Linked DNA regions of Sus scrofa: all the other regions are linked to region 1. The links are chromatin contacts, called in public HiChIP or PLAC-seq and promoter capture Hi-C maps. All regions are on one chromosome and are shown on one strand. Each heading gives the region's core, a stretch centred on a gene start, on an enhancer-like site or on the middle of the called end of the contact. The rest is flanking DNA. Distances are from core to core; before and after follow the strand shown.

Region 1 (7,405 bases), core at 1,288-3,787:
GCTCTTTGATACATTGTCTGTTTCACGACCATTACAGAATCAACCTGTAAATGCTTAAAAGGCTACAGATCCTCAAATCCAGACAGAACTTGCTCTGAAATTCCTGAATATGAAAGCTGAAACATATTTATTTATGTCCTATGTTTATCACCTGCCTGTTAAAACGGGTCCAGTTATTGAACCAGTGGGAGGTAAGAACACATTACACACCTGCCCACCAGTACCAGGCCCCAGAAAGCAGCTTCTTCAAGTGGAGTCACTCCTTTCTACCCAGGACTGCAAAGGACAAAATGGAAAAAAGAAGTGCTTCACGCATAAACAGCTCCAGAAAACTTTGGAAAACAATTAACATTAAAGTCTCCTACGACAGCGTTCTAGGCTTGGTGCTTAAGCTGTACAACGGGCTCTTCTCGTTTAGAAACTTTAAAAAGTGTAGCCAGTTCCGCAAAGGACAATTCATCTACTCTTCTACCTGTTTAAGTAAACTAGCTGGCATTTAAGGGAACCTAAAGTGACAGAGGAATACAAACTTTTACTCATAACAAAGGTGAATTAACATGCTTGCTTTAAAATGCAAACCGCATGTATCTTTTTCTCTTTACAATGATTCGTTCTCAGAAGGTAAATTTATGCAATAATTTTAATTGCTACCACTTTCACCATTTAAATGTAGTCCTTCATTCTCTAATCAAAGGTTTATTGAGCATCTGTTAAGGGCCAGACTCACTCAAGGAGTTAGGAATAAGAAGGAACAAGAAAAGGGAGTAAGACGGGAAGGAATACACAAGAAAATAAGTAATTTCCCACAGTGGAAAGTGCTATTTTAAAACGTTCTTTTAAGTATGACTACACTTAGCTGGTTTACTTTCTTGACACATATAAATACATTACTTGCAGACCTCAAGAAACAAAGAGTTGAAATCATTTCCAACAGGAAAGTTTACAGCTCACACTCAATACATATGTGTACTACAGTTTCAACATCCTAAATATGAGTCAAAGGAAGTATATAAGAAACCAAGAACCACTGAAATACGAGATGAAACATTTAAAACATCTGTCCTCTCTCTTTGCTGGGTCTGCACATGGAGGAGAAAGGTGAATATCCAACAGACTTTTTTTAAGAAGGGAGGACAAAAGGAAAAAATAGAAAAGGTCGCCCAGTATTCCATGGTATTCTATGACTCTCTAAAAGCAACTACAACGCACGTTAAGAAAGCGACATAAAGGCAAAAATATTTAAGCCAATGTTTAAGAACATTCAAACCATTCCCTCCCCATCCCCCGACACACCCCTGCAGCCCTCATAGAACATTCTCCTTTGAATTGTCCAGAAAGCTGCTGGTTTGGCACGAACTTATTTTCTCTGACTTTGGCCCATTTCCAAACTCCCAAAAATATGCAGAGCAAAGGCAAATTGTTTCTCCTATTCCCATCATCAATTCCACGACAAGCCAAGAAAGAGGAGATCAATATAATCTCTATCTCGGCTGCGCACTGCAGGTAGGACATCAGCTAGGAAGGGGCTACCCGACCCGACCAACCCGAGGCCGCGCACCCCACTGGGCCTGGCCCCTCGAACCAGCCCGCCAGGCCCACCCAGCGCGGCCTCCGCCCCGCGCCCACACGAGGAACGACACGGAGGATGGAGAAGACGCACGGCAGCATCTGGGGAGATGGATCCGCAGTGCCGCCGCCCGGGCCCCATCCCCAGGGCCGGCCCCGGCCCCCGGCCCCGGAGCGCCTCTGACCTCTCCGGGCCCCGGGGCTGCTGCTGCCGCCGCTGGTGCAGCTGCTCGGGCTGCTGGAGCTGCTGCTGCTGCTGTTGCCGCCGCCGCCTCCCTTGGCATTCTTGCGCGGGGCCATCATGCGCACCGCTGGAGCAGGCGAGGGGTGGGGGGCTCCCTCAGGGCGCGGGGGGCGCTGACGGCTGCTGGCGCTACAGCGGGTGCGGGCCGCGGCTTCTGCAGCGGCGTGGGTGTCTCAGCACCGCCCGCAGCGCCTCTGAGGACTTTCGCCCGCGTGCCTCCTGCGCGCGCCCGGCTCTCGCGCGCGCCGAACCAGTGTCTACCCTCCCCGCGCGAGAGCGCGCCCCGCTCCAGCTTGAGGCCACGCCCCTTCCCGGCTGAACTCCGCCCCCTCGCCACCAGCGGAAGGCAGAGTGACGAGCCAAGCAGCCAATCATAAAGGCTCCTATGACGGGGGCAGAACCGTATAGCGCTTCCCCGCCCCCTGCGGACTTAGAGCTGTTCTAGCGCGACTCGGCAGCCTGTGAGCGCAAGCCGCTTTCGGCTTTCCAGTCTGTCCTGGTCCTTTGGAACGTGGCAAACGTGGAAGGCGAGAGGGCTCTCGCGAGCGTTGGCGGACTCTGTACCATTGGGATGGGGCGGGGCGCAGAGGCGGGGCCGGCAACACGTGTGCAACGTCTGGACGGAGCCCACCGCCTCTAGGCCTTTCAGTGGGAATCCTGTTCACGTCCCACTTCCCTATACGCACGGATACCAAGGGATGCGATCCCCCTTCTTGTGAAAAAAAAAAAAAATGTGTTTCTTGTCAGTATTAATATTAAGACATTTCCGAAATGGTGATGCGAGGAGTATTTAATGCTTAAGCCATACGTAGTTGATTCATTCGATTTTAAAGCAGGACTTCATTTCGTTTGTGCCTTCAATATTTTCAGACAGCCTTAGTTAAGAGGTACAAATGCAAATGTAAAGCAAAAAGTTCATTTTCTTGCCCTGCAGGGCACTCTCTACCTGAAGTCTCTCCACGGGCCTGATGTCTACGTTCCTCTTGCCTTGGTGTCTCCAGCTGTGGTTCCCCCGTGCAGTCTCAGATTGCCTGGGTCTCCAAGTCCCCCTGAATTCCACACGTGGTCTTAAAAACATCTGGGTCCCTGGGATGAGCCAGACGGAGACTTGAGGTCAAAGACTGATCATCATCACCTTTGTGTCACCAATTGCCTGTACAATGCCTGGTGTGTAACAGAGAAGCCAAACATGTTTGGTGAGTTGATAGTTTTCTGGTAACTTCTTACTTCCCCCAGTTCTTGACCATGTTTCAGAGCACCTCCTGGGAGTGTCTCAAAAGGGCTGAGAACCCACACCGTTGCAAAGTGATACCTGCTTTTATTCCTCTTCTCCAGCCCTGCCACCCCCATTGGCAGGTCCCTGGCCCCACCAGCCTCTTCTGATTCACAGAAGCCCACCGAGGGTCACATTGCATAAGGAGGAAACTGCCTTTCTCTCCTTTTTGTGAAATAATGTTAGATAGTTATCAAGACAGAGCAGGGGCAGGGAAGTTCACAGAGTTTTTACTGAAGCAGCTCTTTCCATTTTTATCTTACAGTATCTCATTCTCCCTTCATTTTCTCCCATCCCAGGTCCCCTTACCGTTATTTCAATAGGGGGAGTAGTGGGGGAAGCATAGAAGATCTGGACTAAGAAATTAATCTAAGTAACAAAATTTAATAAAAAACAATAATGAGAACTAAACTGACAAAACAGTAATATTTGAACTCTTGAATTCTGTCAAAACCCTGTGGTTGTGTCCATTTTTTAGGGCTGAGGTAACTCAGGCCCAGAGAGGTTAAATAAAAGTCAGGTCACAGAGCTGGTAAGTAATGGAGCAGGGATATGAACTTGGTCCATCTGGCTCCAGAGTCTATGGTTCAAATTCTCCTTCCAGGACAAGGCTTGGTCTTGAGCAGAGACTGTCTCACCGGCTCCTCCTTCTCTGAGCAGAGGTCCCCCGGAAGCCCCCTTGGTACTACCTGCAAAGGTAAGTCTGAAAACACCTGATGGTGGTTACTTAGCAAGGTTCACCTCTTTAAGGAAATCAAGTTTCTTTGATAGCTGACTCCACAGTGTGATAAAGTGATGTTTTGCCCCTGCATTCCCAAAAAAACCAAATCTGGTAACATTGACAAGGTACATAACTGAGTATCTTAGGCAGTATCAGGGCAAAAATAGAGGCTTTGTAAATGCAGATCACAGGAAGTTAGAGGTTTCCTGACTTCCTCCTTCTAAGGCAAGGAAGCAGCTACAATGACATTTATACATTCAGTATTATAAAATAAAACTTATAACAATATTCATGACATTAGGTACTATCAGCTACATGCAGTTTAAAGGACTAAATTCCCTCTAGCTAAGTACTAGTATTATACATTTTTACATCTGTTTATACTTCCCTCCTTATGAGCATTTTTAAAAAAAGCACAAAGCAAGTTTCTTGGATCCATGAATTTCTTCACATAGGTCCTTTTCTCAACATTGGGATGGAGGAGGTTAGGGAGCTAAGCTACTTTTGAAATTAAACAAAAGGTCAAAGATACCTTGTTAGCCTACCCTCATTTCTATGATTTCTGAGTAAGCTATGAATGAACCCTGGTTGCAGCAATGTTAAAAGGACTGTAAAGGCAAGACTTTATCTAGGACAATGTACTAAAATACTAATTTAATAGAGCTTTTGAACTAGGCCAAATGTGCCTTTCAGATATTTCCATAAACTTTCCATTGGCTTCACCACTGGGATTTGCAAGTGAGAATTTAAGGGCAAGATTTGTCCTAAATGGGTTTTTTTTTTTTTTTCCTCTTGTATTGACCTTTCACAACCTCCAGTTAAACGCTGTCCAAATTAAGTATTTCTGGACTTACATATACCTCTTAGAATATTGCTTTAAAGTTGCATTTTTATCTGCTTCCTAGAAAGTGGCTCTCATTTGTATGTAGGCTGCCTCATGTAAAATTTTATTATTTCAAACTAAAAATGAGTATTTCCTTGTCTTTATTTATCATGGCAAATTCTGCCATAGTGGAAAAAGTGAATTTCAATTCATCATGGTGATTCAGCTGTGTGTTTTCATTTTACATTTTGGTAGAATTTGTTGCAGTGCAGCCCGTGTTGGCAAATACAAGAACATTTTTTTTAAGGCATTCTGTACTCAGAGTGTTCTCAAAGCAATTCCCATATGAGTTATATTTCAACAAGCAAACAAACTGTCACTTTCATCAAACAGCTTGACTTTGTATTCCTACAGAAAAAAGTAAGCCTGGCTAGTATTTACATTGTAAATACATGGAATGAATTTATATAAGAAGTAATTTTAAATCTAGTCAAAAATAGATTAGAATTGGAAAGACTGTGTTCTGATATGGGAAAAATAATCTGAGAACATACTAGCTAAGAAACCTATAGAGTTTTTTTAAAAAACTCATTTCAGTTCTTTGCATTTTCTATCAGGATTGGTGGTCCTTAGCGCCAAATTCTCTTCTTAATAAATAGCATTTTAATAATAGCTATTGCTAAGTTTCAAATTTCCTGGTCTAGGGAGCTCATGGAATTAATGGATTTTTCCTACATCTCAAACTTAATGCTTAGAGCAACTTAAGCATGGAGAAAAGTCGAATAATTAGAGAATAACTATTGATTATGGCCGTGGCAATTCCATGGTATATGAAAGGAAATATTAATGTGATTTAGGAGTCTGGAAAGTATTAGCGAAATCAAGAAAGAAACGTGGAGGAATCACAAAGATTTAATTTATTTGCAAGATAATTTTAGTTAAATTATATTTGCCTTAAGAATCTAATGGATCTAATAGGGGTGTGTGTGTGGGGGTGCCTATAATTAAGATACTAATTTCTATGTCTTTTATGAAAACCATTCTCTTTGGGTGAATACAGGTCCCTTATCCAAATAAAAATACCCTAAAACTAGTTTCTAGCTTCCTCCAATTTCGTCAGATCTAAGTACATAAAGCAGATGTGTGCCTTATAATAAATCATGTTACTGCAATATGCAGCTTGAATCTATTAGCTTAAATTCTTGATGGTTGATTAGAAATCATACATACCCTATATAAAATTAGTATTAGCTCAGCCCTTTTTATACTGTTGTCATTCTGACTTGACTCTATTCTGCAATTTCATAAGCACATGATAAACATTACCAAGCCTGTACCAAAAAACAAAGTATTAGCGACTTTGCCAAAAAACTTGCTAACATGGAAAACAGGGTGTGCCTCTTTATATCATTGCAATGAGATTTTATTAACCTAAAGACCACTGCCCATATATCTGAAATTCTATAATATTTCTTTTACTTTAAGAAGTATATGAGATTCATTACTTTCAAAAATGGTTGTTTAGTGTTATATTGTGGCTATACACTGTACTCCTGAATATGTTTTAACTCTTCATGGAATTGCTGCAATGCTGACTTCATCACTTGATGAGCTCATTTCTCTGCTGGCAAATTGCTTTGAGTTAGAAACAGAGACACCAATACTCTAGATATTCTAGAAGCTACTCCTCCCACACCAGAGAACACAGTAATCTAGTAAGAGAGTGAAAGTCATTTCCAAGAGGCTGTCTGAGAAATTGTATGATTCCATTTTCTCTACTTCTTTTTTTCTCCGCTTCTTAATGGCATCCATCTTGTACTTAGGTCTTCCAGCTCCAACACAAAAGAGTGGACAAATGCAACTACCGAAAGACATCCTTAGTGAAGAAATTGCTTAAAAACCTAAGTGCAAATGTTTTGACCATAGGGACATATCCCAAGAGATGTGTTTTGTTTTGTTTGTTTGTTTTTCCCAAGCAAAGTCTTTATTACAGGAAAGCAGACAGCTCCCAGGAAAGCTGGGAGGGGGGAGAAGAACCCCCCTCTCTATTGTCTTATAGGGGATTTTATCCCTTAAAGATGGGGGGGTACCCTAAGAGGTGTTTTAAAATTCTCTTTCTCCAATTTGAGAAAACTGATATCAAATGTGAGCAGCTTGATAAAGTGCTTAGGCTTATGGAAAAATAAAGTCACAAACAATATTTGGGAAACTACACATAGGCTACGCACTGGGCTGAGAACTATGGCATCCTCAGCTCTGTCTTCCTGATGACCCGGGCAGTATGGAGCACAGAGCAGATATTACATAAACGTTTGTATCTCAGGCTCTTTGCACTTGCTCGTTGTCTGCCTAGAAAATGCTTTGGTCACCTAGACCAGGACTCCTCACCTGTAGCCGTCTTGGTTTAGCCCCAAACCCTACCATACCTCTCAAGCTGAAGTGTTCTTGGTGAGCCCTCCACGCTTGGGAATGAAATGGCTATCTCTTAAAACACTGGGAAGCTGCAGGAAGGGCTTGTTTTTTATAGTAATGCAAAAGAAAGATAGTAAGATCAACGCCTTTTGGAAAAAAGGATAAATCTTTTTAAGCAGCATGCAACCCAAAGTGTTCATTGTTTTCTTAATGACAGGTAGGGGTTGCCCATTTAGCATTCTTCCATCACATGCTGTGGGCAGCCGTGAATAAGCTGAAGTGAGAAATTTAAAAGCAAGCATAGGAGTTCCCATCATGGTGCAGCTGAAACGATTCTGACTAGGAATCATGAGGTTGTAGGTTCGA
Region 2 (7,405 bases), core at 2,940-5,439, 970 kb after region 1:
TCTCATCTCCCAATGGCCAAAACCTGGAACAATGTGAGCAACTAAATACATCATGACAGTATTACAGAGTTCCTGTTGTGGCTCAGTGATTAACAAACTTGAACTAGTATCCATGAGGACAGGGGTTCCATCCTTGGCCTCGTGAAGTGGGTTAAGTATACAGCATTGCTGTGATCTATGGTGTAGGTTGCAGACATGGCTCAGATCCTGCATTGCTGTGGCTGTGGTGTAGGCCAGTAGCTACAACTCCAATTGGGCCCCTAGCCTGGGAACCTCCATATGCAGGAGGTGTGGTCCTAAAAAGACAAAAGACAAAAGACAAAAAAAAAAAAAAAAAAAAAAAAAATGACAGTACTGGATTATGACCCAAAAAATAAAATCTGAGTCCATCATGACAAATAAATATGGAACAAAGGGCAAACTTTCCTTGAACATGAATTGCAAATACTCTAGAAGGTGAGCTTTAATTTCCTTCCCCTTGCTTGTCAACTGGAGTTAATGATTTACCTCCCAAAACTAGAGTATGGAAAGTGGAAAATGGTAATTTTGCCATGGAGATACCTGGCAGCCACCACTTTAACCAAATCAAGATTAACATGACCAGTGAGAAGTTATATTGATGTCCCTGTGGCCCCTGATATAATGTGAAGAGAAAGGTGCTGTTCCTCCAAATCCAAAAGCCCCACTTAGTCATAAGAAAACATCAGACAAACTCAATTTGAGGTTCAGTGGGAAATACATCTGCCTGGTAGTCTTCAAAAAGGGGTCAAGGTCATGAAAAACAAACAAAAAAAAGGAACAAGAAACTGTAACAAACTGGGGGAGACAATGGAGAAAGAAAAATTATAAATTTGGATAGTCTATAATTAAGAGTACTGTGTCAATGTCAATTTCCTACATTTGATAACTGCATCAGGGTTATGTAAGATGTGAATTATTAGGGGAAGTTGGGTGGAGGATACATAGGAACTCAGTGTACTATCTTTGTAACACTCCTGTTAATCTACAATTATTTCAAAACAGCCCCCCCCCCCCCCAGTTTCTGATTTGGTAAATATGACGGGTCCCAAGAATTTGCATTTGTATTAACTTCCTGGAGAGTCTGTCAGCCCAGAGAAGCACTCTAGAAAATACTGGTCTAGGGAAACCTTAGGGCTACTTGATGTTTTCTGCTTTTCTTATTGTAAATTTCCCTGAAGTAAACCCAAGAAAGAAAAACGTTGTTGACTTTTCTGTTTCAGAAACAAAGCAAGTTTCATTTTGGAGGTTTGAGAAGGGATATATTCAGTATCCTTCTGATCTGTTAGTCTTACCTTAAGCATATTTAAGGATACCTTTTTTCTAAAAATGCATATATCAATCCTCAAGTTGCATTTTTTATGTTTGGTTCACTTACTATATTACTTAAACGTAACAAAAAGCCTTACAAGTTTTGTCTTAAATATTGGCCAAAAAAGCCAAGATAAGTTTAAATGCTGCTAGGTAAGGAAGTGAATCTGGGTAATTACTATGTGCATGCAATTTAACTATTACTTTTTATTTCTTACTATCCATTGTCACCTTCTTCCTTTCTGATTTTTTACTGAGCACGTGGCAAACCACAATCTATCTACCAAGTCTCCTTCCACTGGATATTTTCATAAGACTGTTTCCTAGTTACTAGGAGGTGGGCACAAGTGGGAAATACAGTTTCTCCAAAATGTCCTTAAACAGGAGACATGTGCCTTTATTCACCTTGCTTTCGGTTGGTAGGGATGTGATTGTGTTGGTCGGAAGTTGACAGTCATCTTGGACCACAAATAGAAGTGTTATCAGGATGGTGGTGAAACAGAAGCCCAACACTTGGTGCTGTGACAGGAGTCCAAGCCCTGGACTGATGACCTCCAGACCTCTTTTGTATGAGAAAAAAGCAGACCTCTATGTTAAGTTGCCATTAACTTGGACTTGCTGTCACCTGCAGTTGAACTTTATTTGAATGGACACAAGGAGTGATGCAGGGCTTGTATCATTCATTACGGAGTGGAATTTCACTGAATACAGAAACCAAGGTGGCTGAGGGGTGAAAGAGGGCTGAAATCCAGCCTGCCCTCTCCTTTCCAAGCCTTGAACAGAACTGTGTTCACCAGGAGGCCAAGATGCCTGGAGCCCTGTAACAAGAGTGAAATATTGCCTAGAATCTAGACTCTGTAGCAGCAGGTTCTAAAATGTCACCTGCACACTTCTGGAGGCAGTGGAGATGATGTGAAATAGTTCCCAGATGTACCTTTAAAAATATTTAATATTAAATGGGTTTACATCTCAAGGTAGTTAGTGCTCCATTCTGCAAGTTCAGATCTCAATGGTAGGAAGGATAACATGGAAGGAGTTTGCTGGGAGGCAGGTATGAAAGAACTAAAACTCACCAGACTATCATGTCATTAGGTACATGGCTATAGTACAAGCTCTGGAGCCAACCTGCCTGTGTTCAAAACCTGACTGTCAGGAATTGGTTGTGTTGTTTTGGGCACTTTTCTTAACTTCACTGTCAGTTTTGGTAACAGCACTTAACACAGTATCATGCTCTGAGGATTTTAATGATTTTTACAGTACCTGACATATGATGACTAAATGTAGGCTTCTACTACCATTCTGGAAATCATTCAGCAAAGGAACCAGAAATTGGCTTTGTATGGCCACTTCTGTTGAAAGCTTACACTTTGCCAGGAATTGTACATATATGATCTTACTTTAGTCATGAGAAAACTAAGGCTTAAAAAGGTTCAGTGACTTCCCAAAGTTACACAACTACTGCAGCAAATTAGATTGGATTGGATTCCAGAGCCATGCTTTTTAACTAAGATAATTGAGTACCAAAGACAAGACCTGTAAGATTTCATAAGAGTCTTCCTCTATGCCCCCAATCTTCCTACTCATACATGTATTATAGCAGCCAACTCTCAAACTAAAAAGATCTGGGAGTTCCCGTGTGGCATAAAGGGATTAGCATCATCTTGGGAGGGCTGGGACGTAGGTTTGAATCCTGGCCCAGCCCAGTGGGCTAAGGGTCTGGCACTGCCACAGCTGTGGTCAAAACTGTGGCTGAGACCTGATCCCTGGCCTAGGAACTCCATATGTCACAAGGGGGCCAAAGAGGAAAAAAAAGGTCTGTTCCGAGTGGAGGATGGGCAGACGAAAGAGATCAAGTGCAACAGCTGAAGGGGGGTGGGGGAGTTCTGGGAAATTGCAAAAGCTGTCAGCCTTAGCTAAGACTCAGGCAGAGGCCCTGGGATGTGTGGCAAAATGGGAGAGCCTGGGAAAATGAGCAGGCCTGAAAAAGAAATGCCTCTTGAAACAGTGGACACGATTCACTTTTATTATTCAGTGCTGCTAAAATACTGTTGCATTGTTAAATACAAAATCCTATAACTTAGCAATTTTACACTTTCTGATGTCACTTCAACAAAAAGTTCAAAATGTTCCAAATCGGTTCCTTCAGTTTTGCCAGTTGCAGAAAAATAACTTTCCCGTTTCTACTTAAATTTTAAACGTCTCTCCTTTCTAGGACTGAAAAACGGCCTGCAACTTTGCTTACCTTTCCAAAGGTAACTTTATTCTTTCATTAAAGTCAGCATCAGGGGAGGACCAAGTCTGACTTCGAGGTTACCGATGAATTGTCAGTTATCCCCTCTCCTGCTCCTGGAGTATGGAGAGAACGAACACTTGCCGGCGAACCTCCAAGGTGCTTTTAAGTGTCGATGCCCAGGGCTCTAACCCTAGCCACTTTCGCTGCCCAGGTAGGCTAGCGGTCCGCCCGGCAGCTGTCCCTAGGGCGGCTGACTCATGCCGCCGCCCACGCGGCTTTGGGAGGCCTCGGGAGGCTGCGGTGCAGGCCCGGCCACTTATGTTCGCTCACCTGGGCGGCTGCGCCTGAGGCTGCAGCGTTTTGAGCGGCCAACGTTGACTCCGCCGCCGGCTCGACAGCCCAGGCCCACGTCCTACTTCAAAAGGACGGACTCCGGAGCGTGCCCGGGTGCCCGAGGCCGCCGGTCGACGGGGCGCCTGCAGCCTGCGAGCCGTGCAGAAGAAAGGTCCGGCAGAACCGCTGGAGGTGGGCGCTCTCCGCTGCCCCGACGCGCTCCCTCCGCGGCGCTTGCACACCAGCGCGCGGGGCCGGCGCCAATGACGTGGCGATGGGGAGGCGGAGCCAAGGTTGGTGGCGGGAGGGTGGGGGAGGAAGAGCGAGGTGAGCGCGGACGTCAGAGTGGAGAGCGGAAGGTCAGGGAGGCTCGGAGCGGAAGTGAGACTAGGGAGCCTGTCCGCCATTGTGGACCCGAGAAGCGGAGAGCGAGGGGGAAGAGGAGCGTGCAGGCGGAAGAGACGGGCCCCTTCCACCGACTCCCGAGCGCGAGGCCCTCTTTCTGGCTTCTCAGCGAGCGCCAGCGGCGGCGGCGGCTGGAAGGGTCACTCGGCCGAGGGCGGCAGCCAACTGCTGTGAGTGCACGGGGAGAGGCCCAGGCGGCGGCGGCGGCGGCGGTAGCAGCAGCAGCTCTCGGGTTGCGGTGAAGAATGTCAGCCACTAGCGTGGATCAGGTGAGGGAGCAGAGGCCGCAGGCTCGGCGAAGGCCCGAGCCCCGGAGCTCCACCCTCGCGTGGGGCTTCGGCTCCTCCCCGTCGCCGCCGCTGCCGGCCCCTAACGGTGCCCGGGCGCAAGTTGCTGCGGTCCCGCCGCCCGGGCCGGGGCGTGCGCCCTGGCCCCGGAGCCTGCGGCCCAGGCGGGCGGCCGCGGGGCCGCGCTGGGTGGGGGCAGAACCGCTTTCCGGGGCCTTAGGACGCGTCCTGAGGGCGGCAGACGCGGGGCTGAGACCAGGCGAGCTCTGGGAGACGGATTCTGAGAGGCGGGTAGGAGGTTTAACGACCGGGATGGTTGGGAAATGGGTGGCTATGGAGGATGTGGTGGGTTTTACTCCTACGCGGATTGTTTAAAATAACTGACTCTGATAACGTCTTTGATTAACACATTTTCCCTCTCTTCCTTTTTTCCCCCCCTTCTCATTACCACACCTTTCATCTTGCTACACAGAGACCTAAAGGGCAAGGAAATAAAGGTGAGTTCAGATATATTTTATCTTATTTCTCATCGTTGGTTTAATGGTACTTTTAAACTACGTGAAGGGCTTTTTGTTTGTTTTTGCTCCTTCCCCTCTTCCTCCCCAACGTAGGCTAAGGCAGCCAAATGCTCTCCGAAAGTTTGGTAGCTCCTTTCTTGGAAGCCACTTTTATAGAAACCAGAGTGATACCAGAAACAGTTTTATTAGTTGTATTTCACTTAAGAAAGTATTGTTATGCATGTAGTGGTATTTCTTCATTTTTACAGTTTGTATTATGTAACTTCTGCCAAAATTCTGCAAATGTTTGTAGATCAGTGGACATTTTCTTCAACACATCTGGGTTACACTGTAACATGCAGCCCGCATACTAGACTATGTGGCATTAGTGAAAAATTGTACTGTTAATCGCTGGTTCTATTGAAGTCAGTCACATTGAGGCAGTAACCAGTTAGAGATTAAAATTGAAGAGGCATGTTATCTTGCCCTGTAGACCTGCAAGGTTTGACCAGTCAATACGGTATTTTAGAAAGGACTGGGAAGGAAATAATTTGTGAGGTCCCTGCCAGGATTCTATGATTTACTCTTTATTTAGAAGACAAGTACTATTGAAAGTCAAGCATTTAAAAAAAAAATGAGTATTTTGTACTTATTAGTATGGAACAATACAGTCAGCTGACTGGAACTGACATTAATCATGTGACATTAGTAAGTATAGAACAGTAACTGTTTTCTTGGAACAGTGCCAATTAACGAACATTACAGTGAATTATATATTGATTACATTTTGTATTAGGGCTAGAAATTAGACTAAATAGGATTATGCTTCCTGTTTTTTATTTCTGTAGCACAATATTATCTACAAAATGGGACTTACAGTAGTTTTTTAGATAAAGTTCAATGTCTTTATTGGTGTTCTTTATATTCTTAGGGGTTTTATTAGCTTTTGCAAGTTTGAAAGGAATGAGTTCTGTATACACAGCTCAGTTAATTTTCTTTGAGTTGTACAATCTTGAGAATTTTTACATGCTAGATAGATGGCACTGTATTAGGTAACAAATTCATTGCTTTGGTTAAAGATGTATATGGACATAGAAACTTTAACTTTTAGGGTTTAATTTTAATTTTAGAATTATTTCCTGTGTTAGCATAAATTTAAATTTGATGTTGTTGATTTATTTTAAGAGAGTTTTTAAAAGTTTATTTGTAAATTTAAGAAGAATGATCCATTAGTTTCTTTTTTGCTAGTCTGCCCATTAGGAAGTGTATAGATAGACTTGGACATACGTAAAATCTGTGGTCATTATTGCCTAGCATAAATTATTTTATCCTAGATCTGTGGGGAGGTGGCACTTTGCAAGGCTATTTGAAATGCTAAGTGTTTTGTGTTACCTGCTTTAAGGTAAGTATGCAAGTTCTATGAAGTACTTGTTTGACAAAATAAAAACATCTGTTGTAAGGCATTACTATATTATTATAAGATTGATATATGATAGTCATTTCAGTAGGTATGTCCTCATGACATTTTTGATAAAGATGTAAATTTTCTATGCATAATAATGTCGCATGTTGACTATGAATATTTTTTGGCTATTAAAGTTTTTTAATCCATCAGTACCACCTCTCTTAGATGTATTCAGACAAAGTATTTATTTGGATAATCGTTTATTCCAAGAAATTCTCTTTACTCCCATACTATTCAGTTCATAATTTCATCCTTGAATAGAAGGATGGACTAGGATCCCTGCGAGACCTGTGTTCTATAACTACTGACTTCCCAAGTGAGCTTGAACACTTTGTACCTTTAGGTCAGAATTTCCCCTCTCTTTATAAAGTAAAAGTAATCATTCTGGCCATAAATCCTGTTTTCTGTTCTGTGAATTTTGTAATTAACAGTAGTCCACTGCTCTACTAGCCATTATATTTGCTGCCTCTCTTCATCTGTTGTTAAGATGCGGGAGGACTGTTGCCTAAGACCTGGCAGGAGGTAAAAACTCTCCTGGCCTGAAAATATAGGTAATCATTTAAGTTGCTTTAAATTGGTGGATAGTGCAAGTTCACAAATATGCATATGCATTACTTGTATTTTTATGCCTCTGCAGGGAGAATACAAGGAGAAGGCAGCACCTCCAGTGAACTGATAACAAGTAGCTATCTGTTTGTTTAGCAAAAACTACCCTACCTTAGCTGACTTGGTTTTCAAGCTAGTAAAATTATTTTATAATTATTCTGTTTACTCTTATGAAGCAGAAAGCAAAGCTATATTTCTTGAACTACAGCCCTAGTATTCTAAGAATATGAGTATTGAACTTGAATTCAGA
Region 3 (7,405 bases), core at 2,407-4,906, 940 kb after region 1:
TGGAACTTCCACATGCAGCAGGCACGGCAAAAATAAATAAATAAATAAATAAAATGTTAAAGAGGAGCTCCCTTGCGGTACAGTGGGTTAAGGATCCAGCATTGTTGGTGCAGGTCACTGCTGTGGCATGGGTTCAATCCCTGACCCAGGAACTTCCATATACCATGGGCATGGCTAAAAAAATAATAATAAATAAATGTTAAAGACATGAAAGACAATTAATTTCACTTGTAGGTTAAAAAAATGCATATAATAATAATAACAACACATTCCTCACCTGGTTGACACACACATCATAATGTTTTATAATACAGTGTGGGTGATAATATGCGGAAGGCACCATTACATAATATAGAAGTGAAAACTAAGTCCAAACACTTTAGAAGACAGTTGGTATTTTTATCATCAACACTGAAAATGCACATCACACTTCATTCAACAATTAGGAAGTTGAACTTACAAGGATTTTCCTATTTTTATACAATGACAGAGACATACTAGAATACTCAGTTTGTCTTGGTTACTGTATTTTGTGAACTGCCAAGCAAATTGTAGGAATTCAAAAAATAAACATTAAATGAAGAAATAAACAGCCTACACAGCAGCATTGCCAGTGTCTGATGACAATTCTTATGTCCAATACAGGGGGCTGGTTAATAAATTTTAATATAATAAATTGAGACAATGGAGTAGTACACAGCCCACTAAAGAATAATACACCTGCTGAAATAGGTTGATCTATGATAAATTAGGTAAAAAAAGTCAAATGTAATACACATACATATGCTTGTGTGACTGTATATTACATCTGCAAAAGGTAAGAGGCAGGTTAATAGTGACTGGGTAGACAGTTGGCAAACTGAGATCTGGGGTTAGGAATTTTTTCCTCGAGAAAGTTACTTTTAGTAACTTATTTTGCATTTTTTTTTTTTTTTACTATTTATGTATTATTTTTTTAACCTCTGTACTTATTTACTTTTTCAATTAAAAATTAGTTATTGACAGGAGTTCCCTGGTGGCCTAGAGGTTAAGGATTTGGCATGGTCACTGCTGTGGCCTGGGTTCCATCCCTGGCCCAGGGAACTCCCGCATGCCACAGGCACGGCCAAAAAAAATAAAAGAAAAAATAAGGAGTTCCCGTCGTGGCGCAGTGGTTAACGAATCTGACTAGGAACCATGAGGTTGCGGGTTTGGTTCCTGCCCTTGCTCAGTGGGTTAACGATCCGGCCTTGCCGTGAGCTGTGGTGTAGGTTGCAGACGCGGCTCGGATCCCGCGTTGCTGTGGCTCTGGCGTAGGCTGGTGGCTACAGCTCCGATTCAACCCCTAGCCTGGGAACCTCCATATGCCGCGGGAGCGGCCCAAGAAATAGCAACAACAACAACAACAAAAGACAAAAAAAAAAAAATAAATAAAAAATAAAATAAAATAAAATTTTTTTTATTCCTTTCAACAACAAAGATCCTCATACTGAGACAGCTGGCACTCTGGACTATAATACTTCCTGTGCCTACCAGCTCACTGTGTGACACTGAACGAACCACTGGCAGAAAGGTTAGATCGGGTTCAACTTCTGAGCACTTACTACGCACCAGGCTGTGTGCTGGGTACATCTTGTTCTGTTAAATTGGTTAATGTTCAGTCCTGGAAACCGGTCATTGCGAGAGACGTTTTCACGGTTATTTACCAGATGAGGATGCTGAGCCCAAAGTGACAGAACTCAAGGTCTCAAGGTCACATCCCTCTTTCTGATTCCTGTGTTCCCATCACCCTGCTCTCAACCCGCTGTTAACATACCTGGAAACACAAAAGAACAGCCTCATCCCCATCCTTCCATTCAAAATACACTGAACCACTTTACTGTCTTGGCACAAGCATTACTATTAATAACACTCTTTTGCTAGAATTTGGCTTTAGATTTTCTCCTTTACTGGCAATTTCATTTCCCGCACCTCACGTGGAGTTACCTGCTAACATGGAATAAATCTAGGCTTCCCACATCTCCGCTGTCACTTTCGTGTACCTCACCTGCTCTGCCACGGAGAGGAAGGCATTTCCTCAAAACTTTCTAAGTGCTAGAGGCTCATCGGGGGCAGAATTCCAGTGTTTGAGGTCAAACTGGCCCTCATCTCACAGGGTTCCAATTTTTTTCGAGGTTTCCCGTTTCCACGACCCGGAGAAACGAAAAGGACCAGCGCGGAAGACTTTGCAGGACACCCGCGGGCGCCGCCTGATGTGCTCTGCGCGCGTCCCCGCCAAGGTCCAGGCGCCAACCGGGGCATCGGCGGGGGTCCAGGCCCAGCCGCGGTCCCTCAGCCCGTCCCCCGGGTGGGGCGCGGCGGGGAGGTCCCCTTACCCGCCAGGCCAGGTCCAGGTCGAAGTCCCGGGCGCGCAGGAACCGCAGCAGGAAGGCGTCGCTGAGCGGCCCTGGGAGCAGCGGAGAGCCCGGCGCCCGGGCCCGGCGCCGCAGCTCTGCCAGGCTGGGCTGCAGCAGCGGCGAGTGGTCGGGCAGCAGGCTGAGCTGCGCCCCCGCCGGCCCCGGCGCCTCCGCCATGCCCGCCGCCCTACCCACACCGCTGCCTCCGCGCCGGGAAAAGCGCGGCCGGCCGGCCACCCCTCCTTCGCCGGCCGCTCGCCCTGCCCGCCGGGCTGTGCCGGGACCTCCGCAGAGGGAGACACGTGGTGGCCCCACCGCGCTCCGCGTCCCGCAGGCTCCAGGTAGGCACCCTGGGCCTTTCCCACCGCTGTTCAAAGCCAAGGGGAAGACGTCAGCAAGTTTGTTTGCCTGCGCTGTGATTGGAGAGTAGTCTGCTAGAGAACTTTTTTACTTTCTCTTAACTTCTTTCCCTCCCTCTCGCCCCTTCCTTTCTTCCTCTCTTCCTTCTTTTATATACATTTTTTTAAAATACGATTTTCCATCATCTCCTTTCTCCCCTTCCTTCCTTCCTTGCTTTTCTTTTCTCCCCTCCCTTGCTTCTTTCCTCCCTCCCTCCTTTCCTTCCTTCTCCTGAATCGGGAAGGCACCTTAGAATAACCAGTTCATGGCACAGTGGCCAACTCGCTACTGAGCCCCTTCCATTAAGGCTTCAATCTGACTCCTCACCTCAAACCGATTAGGGCAGTGGTTTTGAAAATACACATTCCCAAATGGCATCTTCACTGACTCCCTGTCCTCCCGCTTCCTTCCAATCCAGGCAAAATCTTCTCATTTCTTGGTACTTTTCTCTGCTAGTGACATACAAATAAATGACTAGCAAGTGCCACAATTAAAAAAAAAAAAAACTATATACTTCCTCTGTTATGCCCCACCATCATGTCTAGTCCCTCAACGGATAGTCCAAAGTCCTTATACGACCTCATCTAAGCAATCCCGGGTAGTGAGGATGAAGCAGGGAAATGATGTGGAAATCAGGTCATTAAATCGGTCTTTCTTTGATCTCTGCCCATGGCAGTGATCCCAGAATTGACCTGTCTCCCCAAGGGGGAATCCATGAGACAAATTCTTATTGAATATATATTATGTAATAGTTAAATACTAGGATCACACAAACAAAACCAAATCTTTGCCTCTAAGAAGCTCACTGGGAAGTACCCTGGTGGCTCAGTGGCTTAAGGATTCTCCCTTGTTGTGGCTCTGGTTACACCTGTGGCGAGGGTTCAATACCTGGCCTGGGAACTTCCACATGCCATGGGCCAGGCCAAAAAAAAAGCAGCAGCAGCAGCTTAGTGGAAGATGAGAGAGACTGCCATTTCATTCATGAAAAGAATAGTTATTGAGCAGCTTCTGTGTCCAGACCTTTTTCCAGGTACCAAGGATCCACCTGAAAATAAAACAGACAAAATCCCTTGACTTAAGGAGCTTTTACTCTTGTAGCAAGAGAGATAAGGAACAAAATAAATAAGCAATAGACCAGTGTGGGAGAGGTGGTGATAAGTGATATGGGGAAACATAGAGCGGTAAAGGAGGGTAGCACCTAGAGTGACACTTGAATCAGTTCCCACAGGAGGAGAGGAGGCCAGCCCAGGGATATCGGGTCCCCAGCGGGTAAGCTATTGTCAATGAAGGAGAGAGATTCCAGGCTTTGATTTTTACTTGGAGTGAGATGGAAAGCTGTTGGAGTCAAGGTTAACAATTCAACATGGAGGCTGTTATGAAAGAGGTACAAAGGAAGGCTTTAGGGAACACTGAGGAAGGCTTCCTGACTCTGCTCAGCAGATCCAGGAGCAGCAGGGGACGTTTGCTCAGCCTTAGTGAATGCTTTGGGAAAGCAAGAGGAGGGCAAGAGGAGAGTTTGGGAAGAAAGTAATTAGTCAAAGGGTAGACTGGGAGGTCCTGTTGTGGCTCAGTGGCAATGATCCTGACTAGTAACCATGAGGATGTGGGTTTGATCCCTGACCTTGCTCAGTGGGTTAAGGATCTGGGGTTGTTTCAAGGTGTGGTGTAGGTCACAGATGAGGCTCACTTCCTGTGTTGCTGTGGCTGTGGCCTAGGCAGCGGCTGCAGCTCTGATTCACCCTAGGAACTTCCATATGCTGCAGGTGCAGGCCTAAAAAGAAAAAAGAGGCATGGGGTGGGTAGACTGTGCAAAGCCTTACTTGGAGCTCTGAATAATAAAATAACACAAGAGGAGCCAGTCTTCTCCAGTAGTTTAAAGTGTTTAAAAGTAAATTAACAAGAAAGAGTATACATAGCATATTTTCTTCTGTTTCAAGTTTCAAGTTTTTTCAGGACATTCTTCTACTTGTTCTTGGTAATTAGCATCTGCTATTTTGGTTTGGCTTTTTTTTTTTTTTTACCTATGCCTATGGCATGTGGAAGCTCCCAGGCCAGGGATTGAACCCACACCAAAACAGTGACCTGAGCCACTGCAATAACAACGTCAGATCCTTAACTGGCCACAAGGGAACTCCAGCATCTGCTGTTTTGAAATTGGGCAGAAAGTTCCCTGGAGCTCTGGACATAACAATATCATAGCTATAGCATCCTTTTTTGGAAGTGAGCTCTGTGGGGTGTGGTCCAATTTGGCTGGGTCTGCACTGGTAAAACTCTTATAAACCCAAAAGAATGTTTACTGGTTGATTTGGATCGATTGCCATTAAACTTGGTGAAAATGGAACCAGCATGGAGCCCAGATGGCTGTGAGATATGGCTCCTCTTGGTAGCCATGACAGAGGAGGGATAGCTGTAGCCAAAATGTGAAGCAGTTCCAGTGTCTGCAGTTATCGCCATTGAAGAAAAAGGGAAAGAGAAAGAAAAAGTCATGGAGAAGTGGTGGCCTAGACTCCCACACGAGAACTTGATTATTTTTTGCTAAATAATGCAGGCCATCCTCGTGTCTTTCAACAACATATCTTAGATTGATACAGAAATTTTAGAATTCTTGGCCCAAGTTCTCTGGTGATGTTATTTGCTTTTTGTTTTGAAGTGTTTTTGGTTTTGCTTAGCTCCTCTGTTACTCTTGTGAGCTCACCTGCCTCTTTGTACCAGGCCTCTGGTACAAAGATTCCAGAGGGGTTCTAGAACTAGTGGCACGAGGACATAAAGACAAAAACAGAAGAAAAAGTTCATAATTGTACAACTAGCTTACAGTATACTCTGAAATTATTTAACAGTTGTTCATTGGAGTTCCCATCATGGTAGAGCAGAAATGAATCCAACTGGGAACCATGAGGTTGTGGGTTCGATCCCTGGCCTCGATCAGTGGGTTGAGGATCCTGTGTTGCTGTGGCTATGGTGTAGGCCGGCAGCTACAGCTCCGATTTGACCCCTAGCATGGGAATCTCCATATGCTGCTGGTGCGGCCCTAAAAACACAAAAGACAAAAGACGAAAACAAACAAACAAAAAAACAATTGTTCATTTACATGTAATAATTCGTAAGTAAACTGGTTTACTTGCAGCTTAACAGGAAAGCCATAAATACTATTGATGATCACTGTTAAGAGACAACTTTGAAAAAAGCATATAATGATGACTCTCTTATAGATATAAAAATGAATTTGTGCTAAAGATTTGATTTAACTTGATAGCATGGAACCAGGCAGATGTTATGAGGCTCAAAGGAGGAATCAAGACAGCACCCATTGACAGGGAGTCAAGGCTGTTGAAAAAGGAATGTGCACAGGGAGACACAACTAACCTCTTCTACTGGGAGGGAAAGAGGCCAACTGACACTCTACCAGGTAGGGCAGAATTTGCATGCTTTTAAAAGAGAATTTTCACTGCCTCACCAATCCACAGTTTACAGTGTTGTGAAATGGCCAGATAGAATCACAATCAGATAATCTAGAGGGAGTGTCCTAGAGTCCATACAACGCATTGTTTTCCCCTGAAGCACAATTTTATCCTACTTCACTTGAGAAACTTGATTTATAATTTTTGAAAGTGTTTTTTTTTGTTTTAAGTTTTATTGAAGGATAGTTGATTGACAAGGTTGTGATCATTTCTGCTGTACAACAAAGTGACCTGGTCAAGCATAAACACATAGCCATTCTCTCTCAGATGAAGAAGTTTTTTTGTGTGTTTGTTTTTAACTTAAACATGATTAATTTATTGGGGTAACCAGGTCAGTTTTCCTCAGGATTTGCCACATTTAGATCTGGCTGATTACTTCTTTCTGGTATCATTGAATTGTCCCTCTTTCCCCTGCATTTCCTATAAACAATAAGTGGATCTAGGTGATTGATTCAATTGAGGTACAATATTACTCTGGCAAGAATATTTCCTGAGGTGACTCTTTTTGGATCTTTTTTTTTGCTTTTTAGGGGCTGCACCTGTGGCATATGGAAGTTCCCAGGTAGGGGCAGAACCCGAGCTACAGCCCCTGGCCCACAGCCACAGCCACAGCAACTCGGGATCTGAGCCGTGTCTGCGACCTATGCCACAGCTCACGGCGACGCCAGATCTTTAACCCACTGAGTAAGGCCAGGGATTGAACCTGAATCCTCGGGGGTCCTAGTCACGTTTGTTAACCGCTGCGACAGAAAGGGAACTCCTCTTTTTGGATCTTTGTGTCTTCTTTGAATAACATCAAAGTGATCCTCCTGTTAGTATTACTAATATTGATTAGTTGGCTTAGATGCTATCACACCGATCCATCCATTTTTATTTTATTGCCCTCGTTTACAGATTTTGTAACTATGAAATTGGCATATTTGCCTCCCATCCTGAGGAACTGTCATGTTGATCACAGAAATGCCATGGACCTGTCTGAACGATTCAAAAAAGTGGTTGAAGGATCCATCGAATCTCTCAGGAACGCTGGCTCAAAACCTTGAACCATGTGGCTCTGTTTCTCTGTAAAGTCACCAATTTCAGGTGCACGTTATCATTAGGATGAATAATATAGATGATAAAAGGATGACCAACCCTGAGATCCTAACTTCAACCCATGTTCGTTTGCCTCAA
Region 4 (7,405 bases), core at 1,870-4,369, 910 kb after region 1:
CACCAGCTTAATCCAAGCAACTAACATGTTGCCTCTCCACCCTCCAACCCCCGCCGGGGACTATTATAATGGCCCCTTAAATGGTCTCTTGCATCCTTTCTTAAACAGCTGCCTCCACCTCCAGCCAGTTCTACCATCATTCATTCATTCAGCATACATGACTTTCTCATACCAGGCACTGAAGTAGGTGCTGGGGACACCACCCTGCCTTGCAGGCTTTAATTCTAGTGTGTGGAAGGGAGAGGAGAGAGGACACACCAAAAACAAGATGGAAAGGTTAAACAGCAGTGTGGTTTAGTGCTGGTTGGCAAAGTGCTAAGGAGAAAAAGTAAGCAGAGGAAGAAGGGGTGTGTTTGGGGAAGGAGAGAGGGGGGTGTACAGGGGAGAAGAAATCTCTTAAACGTGGTGGCGGGCAAGTCCCCCGGAGAAGGCAGAACATGGCAGCTGAGGCAGGACTTCAGAGAGGTGGTGGAGCAAGCCAGAGGCAGTATTTACAGAAAGAAGGTTCCAGAGTGGGGGAAGGACATGTGCAAAGACCCTGAGTAGGTCTGCACCTGTCCCACTTTTCTCACCGTCCCAGGTGAGCCAGGGAGGAAGCAGCAGGAAGGGAGAATGGAGAAAGGGAACAAAGCAGCAGGGGGCACTCTCTGAGCACTTCAGAGGGTCCCTAAACTTTACAAACTCTACAGACCCTGGAGCCCCTCCTTTCCCCACCCTCCACCCCCGACCTTCTGGTCTGCCTCTTACCACCAAAATCTCAACCCCAGCACAGTACTGGCATCCAGTACGCAGCAACACATGCGTGTCTTGGGAGCGCCCCCCTGCCTGTATCACTCACTAGTTCTCCATTTGGGACCCTTTCGGTATCTCTCAGGGCCACCTGACATCAGTCACCTGCATTCCCAGTTGCTCACAATAACTGGCATCTATCAGGCACTAAATTAACACATGCCAAATGCCAAACTTTGCTCAGTAAGATTGCTTTTCTCTTCATGGAGAGGTAAGATCGCCTTTATTGAGGAAAATGCACTTTGGCAGGGGAAATATTAGGGAGTGTCACAGGAAATGGGGTGGTTACAGAGGAGGCAAGGATGAGATGCCACAAGGGAGAGTTGGCCTGGGACGTGTGGACGCAAGGTACCAGGAAGGAAAAAGGTACAGGAGAGTAGGGGAGTTCCCTCAACTTCGCATTGCCCCCTTCCCACACGTACTCACTTATCCCATCCTGGGACCAGAGCTCAGGCTGTATGCCCTGCCCCTCGAAATGCGACCCAACTCCACCCACTACTTTAAGGCTACCTCAAGACTTCTGTGGCTTGTCTGTGAATCCTTTGCACTCCTAACTCAATGCTCTGCACAAAGGCATTCAGTTAGCTCTTTTTGTCTCAACTGATTAGGGTAAACCAAAAGTTTACTCACTTGTTCTGGACTTGCTTCCTAAAAACCACTGCCTCTAGCAAAGGGAAAAGTTACCCCTCTTCAGCCCCCTCCCCCCGCACTCACAATCTCCAGCACACTACATAGGATTATATTTTGAGTTAACTTCCCCTTGGAGACTCTAGATACTATTTTAAATAGCTTATAAAATAAGGCATTCCAAGTTCCAAGTATTGATACATATCATGGCTCAGTGGAAACGAATCTGACTAGCATCCATGAGGACGCAGGATCGTTGATTCCTGGCCTTGCTCAGTGGGTTAAGAAGTGGTGTTGCTGTGAGCTGCGAAGCTTGGATCCCACGTTGCTGTGGCTGTGGTGTAGGCCAGCAGCTATAGCTCTGATTCAACCCCTAGCCTGGGAACTTCCATATGCCTCAGGTGTGATCCTAAAAAGACAACTGAAAAAAAAGAAAATTGGGCACTACCAATATACATGAAAAACTGCTCATCTAATTCCTATTTAGTTACAGAATATACTGTCTATCTTCGTGGGGAGGGAAGGAACAGTATGAAAGGCATAATACCACAGCTAAAATTAAACCAATCTTAATTGTCTGCACAAATTATTTTTGACAAATTTTAAGTTCGGGCTGATTTCCCTTGGGAGAAAGGCAAATTGAGTTTACTATCTTTCAAAAACATTTGTTTTTTGTTTTTGTTTTTTGGGGGGGTTAACATTGTGGGGCTTTTTAATCGGGTAAAATATACATGACATTAAATTTACCCTTTTACCCAAGCAGTGGCATTAAATACATTCATATAGTTGTGCAACCATCACCACCATCCACTTCCCGAACGTTCTCATCTTTCCCAACAGAAACTCTGTACCCATTAAACAACAGCTCGCCGTTTTCCCCTTCCCCAGGCCCTGATAACTACCATTCTACCGCCTATAAAAAACACCTGTTGAAAATAGACATGCTTCACTTTAACACCGAATAGAACTGACTAGGATCACACTAACCACTGCTGCCCTCCGCTGCTGAAGATAACAAAGACCAAGGTATATCATAATTGCTTGATTATTTAGTCAATTCGATTTTTATAATGCTTTGTTTCTTGAAATACGCCCTCAACCAGTGAAATTTAAATAAACATAATGCATGTACAGAATCTGTTTAATTAGTAGAAATCCCTGGCGAGGCACAAAGAAGAAAACAATCCACAGGATCTTCACAGCGCATCCTTCTCCCTTCCAAATTTAAGAGCCACATGTTTGAGGAAATCAATGCGGCTTTAATTAGCTGTATTTCAGCAAGACCCAAATGATGTCTTGGTTCTGGGGCTATACAGGACGGCGCACAGTCTAACCCTGAACACGGATGTTTCCCAGATGGGACGCACCTGCCGGAGCGCAGCAACTGGAAGCGCCCAGCGCCGCCCCCACCCCGCCCCGACCTCCCTGGCTCCGGCCGCCGCCTTACCTATGATGGGCTTCTTGGAGGTGCTGGCGCCAAGAGCAGACAGCCTGAGGCTCGTGGCCCCGCACAAGACCAGGCCCAGCACGCTCAGCAGGAGGCCTAGGCTCGCCATCGCGCTCGCTGACTCCCGCCGCCTTTCAAAGGCACTGCGGGCGGGCCGCCGAGCGCCGCAGCCGTGGCCTCCCGGCCGCTCCGGGGCGTCAGGCGGGGGTGGTGCGCCGCCGCGCGGACCTATGGGAAAGGCCGGCCCGGCGCGTGCGTGCAGCGGCCGCGGGGCGGAGGCGGGCGGCGCCAGGATCGCCGGGTCGCGCCCACCCCATAGCTCACGCAGCCCCCGCGACCCTGCGCCCGCCGGGCGGTGCCTGCAGAGTCTGTAGGATATGGTGGTTGGACACGGGGCGCTCGCCGCGGTCTCAAATGTGCCTTTTCAGCTCTTACCCCGACGTGAGACTGAGTCACTAAGTGGGGCCCCCAGCCCCAGGCGGTGGAAGGGGAACCGCTGGGCCTCGGCCCGACCTAATTGGTAACCAGGCAACGAGGGAGGCTGGCGAGAGGTTCTAGAAGTCGCCTGAGAACCTTGCGCCATCTGTAGCTCCTGCCTAAAAACGTCTTTAGGCATGAGTGATGGTGGCCGGATTTGACACCCAAGCGTGCGATGTAAGGATGAACGGCGACTTGGGAGGTAATTTCCACATCCTGCCGTTTGTTTGCAGATGTTTCAAGCATCTGGACGAAACGAAAAGGAAGGAAGGACAATGGCTGGGAACAGGTCCCAGGAGCATCACCTCACCTCAGAAATGGGTCAAGGAGGGGCCGACTACTGACATCAAGGCCAGGCCACTCCCGCAGACGATGCCTCCTCACTTGGCCAGACTGTTGACTCCAAGCACAGACTGGCCCACGATCAGGGCAGAAAGGATGACTTTGGTTCCTACCCACTGGAAGTTTTTTGAAGTTTCTGTTTAAAATGTTAAGAGTTTAGAAATACTAGGCATATTTTGGTGAGCAAGTAGATGAAAGACAAGGCATTTCTTTCTGCGTGAAAACCTAACTGTATAGATAAGGCTTATAGTAGGTGGGAGTTCCCACCTATAGGGGTCAAATACAGAAGAAAGTTGTAGAGTGTTTGAAAATCAGCTCTCAATGCTAAATGTTGAGGATACAAAGAGGAATTGGACAGCGATTTTTTTCCTAAGATATTTACAATTTAATAAGGAAAAAATATGATTTGTTAAGAGAACTTGTAGCATTTTTTGGAAAGAGTGAATGCAATGTGTAGTCTGGTTTAGCAGGAAAATACTGCTAACTGTAGAAGGGTGTGGTGAGAGAGAAGCTCGATAGGTGTGGTTAAAATATTGTGAAAAGTCCTACTTAGCTGGTTTTGAACAGTTGAACAGATAAGGAGCCCTTGTAAATATGAATTTGTGGTGCTGGAGCAATTGACCACAAAGGAAAATATTCAAAGTATTGCTTGCCATTATACGCGGAAAAAAAAAATCCAGGGAAGATGTAAATGTGAAAGGCAAGATTAATATACTTTTATAATAAAATATAGGGGTGTATATTCATCACTTTGGTGGTCTGAAGGGTTTCATAAGACATTAAAAATAGACATGTTAGGGAGTTGCTGTTGTGGTTCAGTGGGTTACAAATCCCACTAGTATCCATGAGGATGTGGATTTGACCCCTGGCCTCACTCAGTGGGTTAAAGATACAGAGTTTCCTGAGCTGTGGGTATAGGTTGCAGATGAGGCTGGGATCCAGGGTTGCTGTGGCTGTGGCATTGGCCGGTAGCTGTAGCTCTGATTCAACCCCTAGTCTGGACTTCCATATGCCAAAGTTCCAGCCCTAAAAAAGGCCAAAAAAAAAAAAAAAAAAAAAAAAAAGATGTTAGTGGGAAAACTGGTAGAGTTAATGATATAATTTTAAAACATCTATATAAAACTTTAAATAAATTAAAGGTAAGGCACAAATTTGTAAGGTAGATTTTCAAAATCTAGAATTTCAAATGTGTTCCTTTCTAGCATATACAAAGAATTGAAGTCAACAATGAAGGCAAGAAGTTCTGTGGCGCAGCAGGTTAAAGATCTGGCGTTGTCACGACTGTAGCTTGGATCACTGCTGTGGTACAGGTTGGAGCCCTGGCCTGGGAACTTCTGCATGCCACCGGTGCTGCCAAAAAAAAAAGAAAAAGAAAAAGAAAACAAGGAATGACAATAACCAAATAGGAAAATAGGGAATGAATCTGAAAAGACAAAGCTTCGCTAGTCATTAGGGAAATGCAGATTAAGACAAAATAATATGTCACATCCATCAGAATGACAAAAATGTAAACTTTGTAAGTCAAAAATTCTTAGGGAATTCCCGTCGTGGCTCAGCAGAAACAAATCTGGTGAGTATCCATGAGGACGCAGATTCCATCTCTGGCCTTGCTCAGTGCATTAAGGATCTGGTGTTTCCATGAGCTGTGATGGAGGTCACAGACAAAGCTCAGATCTGGCATTGTTGTGGCTATGGCACAGGCCAGCGGTGTCAGCTCTGATTTGACCCCTAGCCTGGGAACCTCCATATACAGTGGATTCAGCCCTAAAAAGACCAAAGAAAAAAACTTAGGAAGAAAGAATTATCATAACACTGGTGGTAGAATTGTAAACTATCACAACTGTTTTTGAGAGCAATTAGGCACTATCTGGTAGAGGTGAAGATGCACATATTCTGTAACATGGCACTTTTTAGACTTAGGTATGTACCCTAGAGAAATGCTTGACTGTGTGAAAAAATAAATATATACAAGTATGGTCTTTTTACCATTTTCTGTAACAGTGAAATATTAAGTGCAGCATAAATCATCATCAATAAACTATATAATTAATAGATAATTAGGATTCATGAAAATCACAGAAATAAATTTCTATTATTAAGAGAAAGCAGATGAGTTATGCTGGGGTCTGGAGTATTATGTTAACTTCCTGAACCAGAATCTGTCCACACATCTTAAAATAAACCCTGAGATGAAAGTTCCTCATTGGCTCAGTGCGTTGAGGACCTGGCATTGTCACTGCTGCAACTTGGGTTGTTGCTATGGTGAGGTTTCATTCCCCAGCCAGGGAACTTCCACATGCTGCAGGCCCGGCCAAAAATGAAAACAAAGAGATGTACAAGGAGTGCAAACAAAGTTACACATGATCCATATCTTTAGCAATACTGCGAGATGGAGGATACTACAAACATTAAACTACCAGAAAATTAATAGGTAGCAAACTCCAGCAAGCTTCCTCCACTGCCATAAAACTTTGGATGCTGGGAGTAGAAGATGCAAGGTTTACCGTATGATCCAACAGCCCCACTCCTGAGCATGTATCTGGAGAAAACTATGAAAAGATTTGTGTACCCCAATATTCATCGAAGCACCATATACAATAGCCAAAACATGGAAGCAACATAAATGTCCATCAGCAGAGGAGTGGATTGTCAGGAGACCTGTTTCTACAATATTTTCTTAGCCTCTTTGCTTTTATTTTCTATGCTGAAACCTCTGTCTTGTCCTGCCTTACTTTACCCCATATTCCTGCTTGAAAAACAGTCGCAGTGCTGTAAATGACTTACGCTTAAGAACAAAGACCTAAAGGCATGTTTTTCATGTGGTCAGCGGAATAAGGACATAATGCATTGGTATAGGCATGCTGAACTTGTGTAGATAGGCTCGCAGTTTGCACAGCATGATATGTCCTCTAAAGGATAAGAGGAAAGTGAGCCTCATGGTGAGCCTCATGACCCCAAGGGGTTTATGAGGGGTCCTTAGCAGGATATGCATTAGCAGGGAGAACCGAGGTGCAAACCTAGGCACACCAGGTTGCTGCAGATAGGCAAGGGCTCTGCAGAAGCACAATGGTGATTCTCTAGAATGCTATTCATAGATAGCTGACACCAAGCTTCCTCAATGCTAATGATTGTTAAATGCCTAAAAGTCAGAATAAAAGCTTAATCAGCTATCAGCTATGTGACTTTTAAAATAATTTTAAGGAGTTCCCGTCGTGGTGCAGTGGTTAACGAATCTGACTAGGAACCACGAGGTTGTGGGTTCGGTCCCTGCCCTTGCTCAGTGGGTTAACGATCCGGCATTGCCATGAGCTGTGGTGTAGGTTGCAAACGCAGCTCATGATCCCGCGTTGCTGTGGCTCTGGCATAGGCCAGCGGCTACAGCTCCAATTCGACCCCTAGCCTGGGATCCTCCATATGCCGCGGGAGTGGCCCAAGAAATAGCAAAAAGACAAAAAAAAATTTTAAATAATTTTTAAAAACCTATATCCTGCACCTACAATCCCCTCTTCACTTGATGTAATCCTAAAGAGCACAATAAAAGCAGTGTGGTTTCTTGAGGCAGCACTCTTGGTCCTGGAGATCTTGAGTCCCCTAGTTCCCACCTTTAATTAAGATAAATGTCTCTGCCCACAGAATGGGAGAAAATCTTTGCAAATGAATCAACTGACATGGGATTAATCTCCAAAATTTATAAACAACTTCTGCAGCTCCATACCAAAAAAA

What was found. Promoter capture Hi-C pulls out the DNA fragments that hold promoters and counts their contacts. HiChIP or PLAC-seq counts read pairs in DNA pulled down with a chosen protein or histone mark.
Region 2: a contact with region 1 is called in an H3K27ac HiChIP or PLAC-seq map of alveolar macrophages. The contact joins the promoter of YTHDF3 here to the promoter of ASPH in region 1. A contact is called at or near these places in 2 of 5 promoter capture datasets (fetal liver and liver) and 1 of 2 datasets of contacts at active chromatin or transcription factors (alveolar macrophages).
Region 3: a promoter capture Hi-C map of fetal skeletal muscle shows a contact between it and region 1, with 4 times the contacts expected there. The contact joins the promoter of TTPA here to the promoter of ASPH in region 1. A contact is called at or near these places in 2 of 5 promoter capture datasets (fetal skeletal muscle and liver) and 1 of 2 datasets of contacts at active chromatin or transcription factors (alveolar macrophages).
Region 4: a contact with region 1 is called in an H3K27ac HiChIP or PLAC-seq map of alveolar macrophages. The contact joins the promoter of GGH here to the promoter of ASPH in region 1. A contact is called at or near these places in 1 of 5 promoter capture datasets (fetal skeletal muscle) and 2 of 2 datasets of contacts at active chromatin or transcription factors (alveolar macrophages and skeletal muscle).

The regions. Positions count from the first base shown.
Region 1 is chr4:71,898,023-71,905,427 of Sscrofa11.1, reverse strand. ASPH (aspartyl/asparaginyl beta-hydroxylase) reads right to left here and starts at 2,537. Exons shown (of 24, transcript XM_021089332.1): 1 at 1,752-2,537. The coding sequence starts at 1,869. It overlaps LOC102158507 (a long non-coding RNA gene), which reads left to right and starts at 1,432. Exons shown (of 3, transcript XR_002343299.1): 1 at 1,432-1,503; 2 at 2,745-3,006; 3 at 3,688-6,175.
Region 2 is chr4:70,925,623-70,933,027 of Sscrofa11.1, reverse strand. YTHDF3 (YTH domain-containing family protein 3) reads left to right here and starts at 4,189. Exons shown (of 5, transcript XM_021089306.1): 1 at 4,189-4,569; 2 at 5,060-5,084. The coding sequence starts at 4,546.
Region 3 is chr4:70,956,831-70,964,235 of Sscrofa11.1, reverse strand. It overlaps TTPA (alpha-tocopherol transfer protein), which reads right to left and starts at 3,656. Exons shown (of 5, transcript XM_021089311.1): 1 at 3,102-3,656. The coding sequence starts at 3,152. It also overlaps LOC106510071.
Region 4 is chr4:70,992,444-70,999,848 of Sscrofa11.1, reverse strand. GGH (gamma-glutamyl hydrolase) reads right to left here and starts at 3,119. Exons shown (of 9, transcript XM_001926703.4): 1 at 2,864-3,119. The coding sequence starts at 2,972.